2 separate regions of the Gossypium hirsutum genome follow, and region 2 is linked to region 1. Evidence: chromatin contacts called from public Hi-C data. All regions are on one chromosome and are shown on one strand. Each heading gives the region's core, a stretch centred on a gene start, on an enhancer-like site or on the middle of the called end of the contact. The rest is flanking DNA. Distances are from core to core; before and after follow the strand shown.

Region 1 (4,366 bases), core at 1,281-3,780:
ATGGGCGGCAAGTAAGAAATTGCAAAAATATTGCCAATTGCTCATGTAGGGATTCAAACATAGATCAATGAGTAAGCCAACACTTTACTATTAAACGAATAGGCTCATTTTTGACACAAGTTGAGCGAAAATTAATTTTAAGCCAAAACAACCAAGGTTATAATTCAAGGAAAATGATTTGAACTCAAAACCTCTCACAAACAAGCACAATATCTATCCACTAAACCAAATTAAATTATTTTACATAAATTTCACAACCTTAATTTAAAAAATCAGGGTGTGATCATTCTCAATTTTTCTAACCCAATTTTCGAGATGTAACAAACCTTAAGGACTAAAGTAGGAAAATCAATATATTTTAGGGATTAAAGAGGACATTGAACCGTAATTTAATGATAACTTACCTACATGGCAACCTGAATTAAATAAATCAAATCCAGGTTAAATTGATCTCAATTGTTTAAGTTGTGAGATAAGGAATCCAAGAATTTGGTGTCATGAAAAAGGGTGCAATGGTGGTATAATTATAATATTAAGGTTTCTGAATTGGAGATAACGGGTAAATGTCTGCCCTAAAATTTTCAACTTTCTAAGAGAAATCATGATGATGATGATGATGATGATGATCTACTTTATTTTTTTTTCTGCTTTTTCACCATTAGAAGGAAAAAAAGCTTTACCATTAGAAGGAAAAAAAGCTTTACTTTTCCTCCGAAGGATTTTGGACATTTTTCCATTTACAGTAGAAGAACAGTAAAAAAAAAGCTTCCAATTACGACCTAATCATTCGCCCACCGCGTGCACCGCCGCACTGGCCACTCGCCACCTATTGGGTATTGAATTCAACTTCCACCGCCTCCAGTTCAACCCATTAATTTCTCTCTTCTTCTTCTTCGGACAAAATTCTTGGAGAGTTTGCCTTATTCTCTTGCATTCCGTTTCTTTAATCCCATAATTACATACATACATATATGTTTGATTTAGATTAGATCCACCATTGAAGACTTGGAGCTTGTTCATCTGAAAAGAAATTGCAGACTTCATCTGCAGTACTACTGATGAAATCATGCTCTTCCATTTTCACATATTGCGGGGTTTGATACGTTGTTTTGAACAACTGGAAGCAGTTATTCATGGAGGACGGTGAAGAAGCCGCCCCGTTGTTTGGGCTGCCCCCCTCCATGTCTCCGCCGCTGTTGTTTTCTTCATTCAAGATAGCGCTCGAATCACTATCCGATGATCCGTCTTTCAAGTCCGGAAAAAAAGTGTCGCCACCACCACCAACTGATCCATTGCCGCCGCCGTCGTTGAAGCTCTCGCAGTTCACTTCCGCCGGCTCCGATGAGGTACCCAAAGATGAACCCGGCGGCGGCTCGATGAGTTTTGCCTTCAGCTCACTAATCTGCATCATTTTCAGACCTTCAACTTTGCTTTACAAATTAAACTCAAAGAGATTCCCAGTCTTACTAAGATAAATGAATAATTATTATTAATAATTACCTGTTTGAGAAGATCTTCATTTTCATGGCGGAGGTTATTATAATTGAGCTTAAGAGATTCATAACTGGTCTTAAGAACTCCATAATCTCTTTCCAATTGCTTTGTTTTCCATCTAGCACGTCGGTTTTGAAACCAGACAGCAACTTGTCGTGGTTGCAACCCAAGTTCTTGAGCTAGTTTCGATTTTCTGTCGGGTTCGAGTTTGTTTTCAACTTCAAAATTCTTCTCCAATGCCTTCACTTGATCCACACTTAATCTTCTCTTCTTGGCACCGCCGCCATGGCCGACTGTTAATTCTTCAAAACAACCTTCTTCATCGAATCCTTCTAACATCGACTGAAACTCTCGACTGTAAACATTGTTGTTGTTTCTTGGACTATGTTCATCTGTACCAAATCAAAACATATCAACAATTAAGACACTGATGAACATCAAAGATCTTTTATTTTTTGGTAATAAAAGTTGGGTTTGTTTTATTAGACCTGAAGTTGGGCAGATTGACATCAAAGCACTCAATGAATCTGAGCTGCCAAGTCTCTTCATGGTTGATGATGAACTTAATGATGAAATCAACAATCTTTTTTTTTTCTTTAAAAGATTTTCAATGGATTTTGTTGTTAAAAGAGATTCAACTAAGATTGAAACTCAAACTGACTTGTTTAAAACAAGACCAAATTGTACAAAGTTGTAATAGTTTACAACATGAAAACAACAACCACTGTCCTGTCTTAACTTCTCCACCATTTTTGTTCTTCTTTCACACAGTTTCTTTCTTACTCTCAGTTCCCATCCAACAATAGACATAACAAGAAAAATAAACAAAACCTAAAATACCCAACAATCAAAGCTTCCATGAGAATCAAAATATATAATATTATGAATTCTATTTTTTTTCTTTTACATTATAATCAAATTATAGTAGTCTAAAAGACTGTTCATCGAGAAAAGAAAATTGTGAAAAGAAGAAGAAGACGGAGGAGGTATTTTCAGGTGAAAGAGAGATGAAAGAGAAGATATTAGAAGGAGCTGGCTAGCAAAGTTTCCCATACCTTTAAATAAAACTAAGATAGGTCGTATTTGGGTTAGAATCTTACTAGGGTTAGGTACAATCAGCAAAGCAAATGCAAATGAACCCAAAATTCAATCCAAATGCAATGTTTTAGTTTACTGTATATGAGTTCTATTCTATTATTTTAATTTTATTGGTTTAAATCGACTTGAGTGAAATAAAAGTTAAATAATATTTTTCAAGTTAAATTTAAAAAAATAAAAAGATCAAATTAAATATTATTAACGGTATAAATAATTTAAAATTAGAGTATATAAATTTAAAATCATATATATTTAAAAACTATTTTAAAGTAAAATAAAAAGAAAAAAGATACTCCTCGTGATAAACTTGGTTTGAAAATTTAATTGTTCAATGCCCCAAATTTGTCATTTTGGAAAAAAACATTTTTTTATAATTTAAATTTTGTATATAATTTTTAGAAGTTTATAAAATCTATCAGTTTTATAAAAATATTTTAAAGAATATTTTGTAATTTTGTTTGAGAGGAATTAATTTGTTCATTTTTCTAAATTGACAGGGATTCAAGGGGTATATACACTAATTTGTTATTTGAATTAATCAAATCATGTAAGTTATGAAATTTAACTCGATTCGAACTCGAAAAACTGAATTACTTATTTGAGTTGATTTAGAAAAACCAAATAACTAGATTCGATTACTACAAAACTAATTTTTTTTTCGTTTTCCCAACTCACATCGACTTTTACTCTCCCCTATTAATATATATTGTGATACAAAGTTTTTAATTTTCCACATGTGCATGTATGACATTTTTTTTATTTTAATCAATTTTCACATACTAATGACATGACACTATTTTAAGTTTAATTATTGCATAAAAAATAAATATATTTACTAATAAAAAATAATTGATTCTATTTTCTTAATGTATACAAAAAAATCAAAATCAAAATTTCATACATATAGTTGAAACAAAATCAAAATTTCATGTTTATATTATGTTAGCTCTAGTTTTTCAAGTATTTTGATATAACAAAAAGTATATTAAAAATCCTCTACTTAGATTTGGAAAAATTGTTTAGAAGCCCGTAAACTTATTTTCAAAGTGTTGGACAAGATAAACATTTAAAAAGCCTTAAATTAACTTAATTTTTAATAAGTTTTTGAAGTTTGAAGGACTTCTACCGATACTTAGGAGGACAAGTATCGTAGAACTCAAGATGGAAAGACTTTGAAAAGGCTACAGAATTCTACCGATAGAATTGGGAATTCTATCGATACAACTTTGGGTTCTACCGATACAACCCAAACTTCTATCAGTAGAACGCACGCAAGTGTGCAAGGTAGTTTTGGCCTGGAATGTCTATCGATACCTTGGTCCGATCTATCGATACAACCAGAGTTCTAACGATACCTTAAGGAATTCTACTTAGACAAGTCAAGCTAGTAGCCAAAGTTCAGCCTCCCCTGCACTTCTACCGATACTCTGCTGGGTTCTACTGATACTTGAAACCCTCAGAGTTCTACCGATACAAGAGGACCTCTACTGATATAATGAGCCCAACGATCATATTTTGGAAGAACTTCTATCGATACAACGAAGATGCAAACTGCATTTAATGCTAGTTTTATGGCTGTAACGACTCTATTTTGTTTCTAACGGCTACAAACGTCCACAAGGTTGTTAGAGGATTTAAATACAAGGTCAATGCTCTTTATTAATAATATAGAAACAAGTGCCTAAATTTCAAGAACTCGAAATTTCAATCTTTCTCAATCTTTTACTAAATATTACTTGTACACACTTGTGGGTTAAGTTTTCTATTATTCTTT
Region 2 (4,366 bases), core at 733-3,232, 88 kb before region 1:
AAGAGTCCTATCAGATATGCAATTAAATTCGAGCTGTGGCTTTTGTTGCCCCCACACCCCCACGAGGCAAGGCACCACCTGCTGAGCTGAGCCTGGTTTAACGTTTAATGCTCTCTCTGCCAGATATCTGCTGATTGGTGAAGGAGCCTCCACCTTTTTAAGTTCCATTCCGGTTTAAATGTATGCCACCTGTAGTGAGAATGACTTTTTTTTTTTTCATTTTTCTTAAAAGTACTTAATTTCATAATAATAATAATAATAATAGAACCTAAGAGCAATTAACAAGCTTGAATTCCTCCCTAGTACTTGTTCGGCAAGGTACGCCAAGTCAATAAGACAGTGACAATTGAAATAGCTTGGAGTCATTTTAAATCCATGTTATATCACTTACGTTTTTTTTTTTTCATAAAAAAGGTTTCATACAAGGGGAATTTTACAAAATAATCAATAAGTTTAGTACAAGTTCGTCTTAATTAAAGAGTCTATAAATTTATTTTAAAGAAAAACTTAAAAGATAATAAAAACCTTCGAAAATAGGTGAAGCGGACAACACCATTTGTATAACACGCGGATCACACAGGAAAAGGGCAAATGAAGAGTGCGCTTTCTCCTTTATTCCTCTCCTTTTCCCTTCATTAATCCTCTCGCTTATTTTATTAAACTTTCTCTATTATTAAACATTTTAGAGAGCTTCTCAAAACACAAACTCTAATGCTTTCTAATACCCTTTTGTTCTATAGTAACTTACAAAAATGTTAACAATATAACTCTTTTAACATTTTGTTGAAATAGTGTTCTTATAAAAATGACGTCAACATTTTAATTGAAATAGTTCACAATATAATTATTTAGACTAACTAATGATATTATAAAATAGAATGACCAAATTATGTCAAAAAAATGAAGTATATAGATGAAATATCATGTTTCAGCCTAGTATAAGAGTTAAACTAAAGTTCGACCATCGTCTAATAATGCCTAAAAACACGAAGCAAAGCAAACCCCAAAAAATGAGAGATCACGTGTACCCTTAATCTTGTAACATTTTAATCGAAAAGTTAATGATATTAATTATTTGAACTAATTAATATTATTATAAAAAATAAAAATCAATTTATATTAAGAATTAAAATTAAAATTTAAACATAATAAAAATATCAAAACTGAAATTTAACTATTTTTCTATAATGTTAAAAAAACACTATTGTGCTCTTAAATAAATCAATTGAATTAAATCGAGATTGACATTACATTTAAACAAAATAGATTCAAACAAGGGAGTTCTCTGTTATCCATAAAAGTAAACATGCTTATACAGAGTCTAGGGTTGAGGTGTTTATGGGTTGGACTAAGCCAAATTTAAGTCAAGCCTATACAAGGTATTTAAACCAAATATTCAAGCTCGGGTTCAACTCGAAAAATGGACTTACTTTTTTTGTCCAAGTTCGGTTCAATTTAAGAAAGGTAAATTTGAGCCTGACCCGACTTGCTCATATTTGATTTTTTATATTAATTTTTATTTGAAAAAAAATTAAAAAATATAATACAACACTAAAAAATGTTAAAATAAAAGTTTTCTAACACATCAAAAATATTTATAGTAAAAAACACTGCCATAAATATAATAAATATTTTATTATATTAAAAAACACAAATAAATATAATAAATATTTTATTGTATTAAATATATAATTTAAAATTTTATATTTTAGGTGAATTATTTTTTAAATTTTGAGTAATAGATTTAATTGTTATGAAGTTAATGATTTAATATAAATATAAATATGATTTAACATATATAATTAATATAATATTTTTATAATATAATATATTCCGCAACTAAAAAAATCTTACCAAAAGTTCTATCCATATAGAAAATAATCAAATTCATTTTTTGAATATTATATTATATTTAAAATTATTATTTTTAAAGCTTAGCTTCGAATATGGATAAGTCTCCCAGTCCACGAAAGTCTGGGGCACATTTGTTTTTCGCTTGGATTTCAGCTTGTGTTTTTGGATGTTTGCACATCAAGTAGATATTGACAGCCACATTAGCTTCAAGAAAAAGAATAAAAATATAAAATTTCTGGGTAAAGTTGAGTGTTTTAGGCAAATCAAATCAGGTGTACAATTCATCTTCAGCAAGATTAAACTTCAAGTGTCAGATCCTGCTTCCATCATAGCAAGCGTTTGCAAATTTCCCGGTGGGACGTCCTTGCTCAGTTTGCTTCATTATGCTACTATTTCTTCATTTACTCTAAACCAACTCTTCAATCCAGTCACAAAAGTTTAAGTTTGATTATAAAATAAGTTTCAGCTATTCAACTTTAATAAATTTTTATTTTAATTACTCGTTTTCTTTTAAAATTAATTTTATTAAAAAAAGAAAAAATTTAAATTTATACATGAAATTGAATTATTCAACGGCAAAGATGAAACTTGAGTTTTTTCTTATAACTCAATTCATTATAAAAATTCAAAATTTTTCGTGTAAAAACTTAGGTAATTTACTAGAAAAATCCAAGTTTTCTGCTTTTCACTAAAAAAGAAAAACTCAAGTTATAAAACTCAGTTATTTCCCTATAAAACTCCAAAATTTTCTTTTTATCGGGAAAAATTAAAATTAATTCTAAAAAAGAGAAAAATAAAGAAAATTAAAAAGATAAATGATTTTTAAATATCTAAATTTTTCCATGCACACCCAAGTCATTCCCTTTTACTAAAAAACTAAAATTAAGTCCAAAAAATTAAAGACAAATAAAAAATATTACTAAAGTTAAGTAACTAAAATGAATATACAATAATATTAAATTAGTAGCAGGTGATCAAAATGAAAACAATTTTACCAGCAGTACCTAATGAAAATGGTTTTTGATAGCTATGCCTAAAATGAAAAATATTTTTTTGATACTTTTAAAAGTTAAAGCGAAGAATTGTGTAATTTAACCTTTAATAAAAAATTATCTTGATTTTTTTACTCGAACCTTTGTCAAGTTTTTAACTAAAAAAAATTAATAAAAATTAGGTATTAAAAACACTCAATTACACTCGAAAACTAATTTGGGTTACTCAATAACTTAGACGCAATTAATTAAGTGTTAAAATACTCAAATTTGAATTGCTGAATATGATATAATTGATTTTTTTAGATAGACTTGTATACAAGTTGAGTGGCACACCTAATTTGCTATATATGCTGGAGACTAGTGAAGGTGAGTTCGGATAAGAATATTTTTTTTGTTCCAAGTTGAATCGATTTTAAATTTAAATTAAATATTATTAATTTTTTTATTTAAATGTAATTAGAAAACTAATAATAAAATGAACTAATTGAACTTATCCCTAACAAAAATCAGTAATAACGCTTTCGTAACCGACTCATTGTGGAAGAAGATGGTAACGCTTATGCTTGGGTTTGAATCCCGAGAAATTTTAGAAGGAAACCATGGAAAAAAGTATCTTGATTGGAAACTTACTTAATGATAAAATATTGGGTGAATTTTTAAGGAAAAATTATAAAATTAGGTCATTTTTTAAAATTTGTTGGAATAAGTTAATTTTAGAGAGGGTGTGAAAGTTGGATGTGTTTTCAACGGATTTTAGAGGAAATGCTTTTAACTTGATGTGCTTTCAACTTTGGTCAAATGCTTAAATGTTAGTGTTTTTATCCTAGAGTCTCAGGTTCAATTCATTTCCTACTCACATTTGTAATTGCACTATGAAATAAAAAATACAAATGTTTATAAGAGAGAAATCGAACTCAAGACTCAAGAAAGTAATTGCAACTATCTAACCATCTAACGTTTAAAAAATTAATTAAAATTTAAATTAAAGGCTATTTGCATTCCAATCAATTTATTCAATCACTTTTAAAATAATATACTAATTAAATCTAAAATTAAATTCTTGTTACGCCTGCTAAGAGCCTCAAGCTACCTTGAGCAGTCACAACCCAAACAATCTCTTTGTAGTAGCCCTCCTCAACTAGCTACTTGCTTCACAGGTGAGCGTATTCATTATCTGTCATTTTAAATAACTATAGAGTCAAACAAGAACATCTAGGGCACAAGCAAGACCACTTAGAATCATAGTGCCAACCTACTTGGTCTAGTAATGTTGGACTATTGGCTTCTGACCTCTAATCCTCTAATATCAATTCTCCACATGACACCTTAGACTAGATAATTTGAATATAAGCTAAAGGAGAGGGAGGATAGGATAATTTGTATATAAGCTTAAGGAGAGGAAGGATAGGACACAAATTTTTTCTTCCCTCACCAGATTCCAATTCCTTATTCTTCCTCCTTATAACTCTAACCTCTATATACACTGCTCTCAATCCTATCTTAAACAAAGCAAACCA

What was found. A called contact is a pair of places that touch in the nucleus more often than the background predicts.
Region 2: a contact with region 1 is called in a Hi-C map of leaf, with 2.4 times the contacts expected there. The contact joins the enhancer-like site here to the promoter of LOC107914372 in region 1. A contact is called at or near these places in 5 of 34 Hi-C or Micro-C datasets (callus, hypocotyl and leaf).

What each region holds. Positions count from the first base shown.
Region 1 is chrD10:14,378,849-14,383,214 of Gossypium_hirsutum_v2.1, reverse strand. LOC107914372 (homeobox-leucine zipper protein ATHB-6) reads right to left here and starts at 2,530. Exons shown (of 3, transcript XM_016843272.2): 1 at 1,983-2,530; 2 at 1,501-1,886; 3 at 609-1,402. The coding sequence starts at 2,043. The coding sequence ends at 986.
Region 2 is chrD10:14,466,782-14,471,147 of Gossypium_hirsutum_v2.1, reverse strand. No RefSeq gene overlaps it. Among protein-coding and RNA genes, the nearest start is that of LOC121222430, 8.6 kb to the left of the region's middle. Within about 2 kb of position 1,982, at least 1 of the 9 cell types and tissues checked has an H3K27ac peak or open chromatin away from gene starts, as enhancers often do. A contact at or near this core is called in leaf, where this site is marked.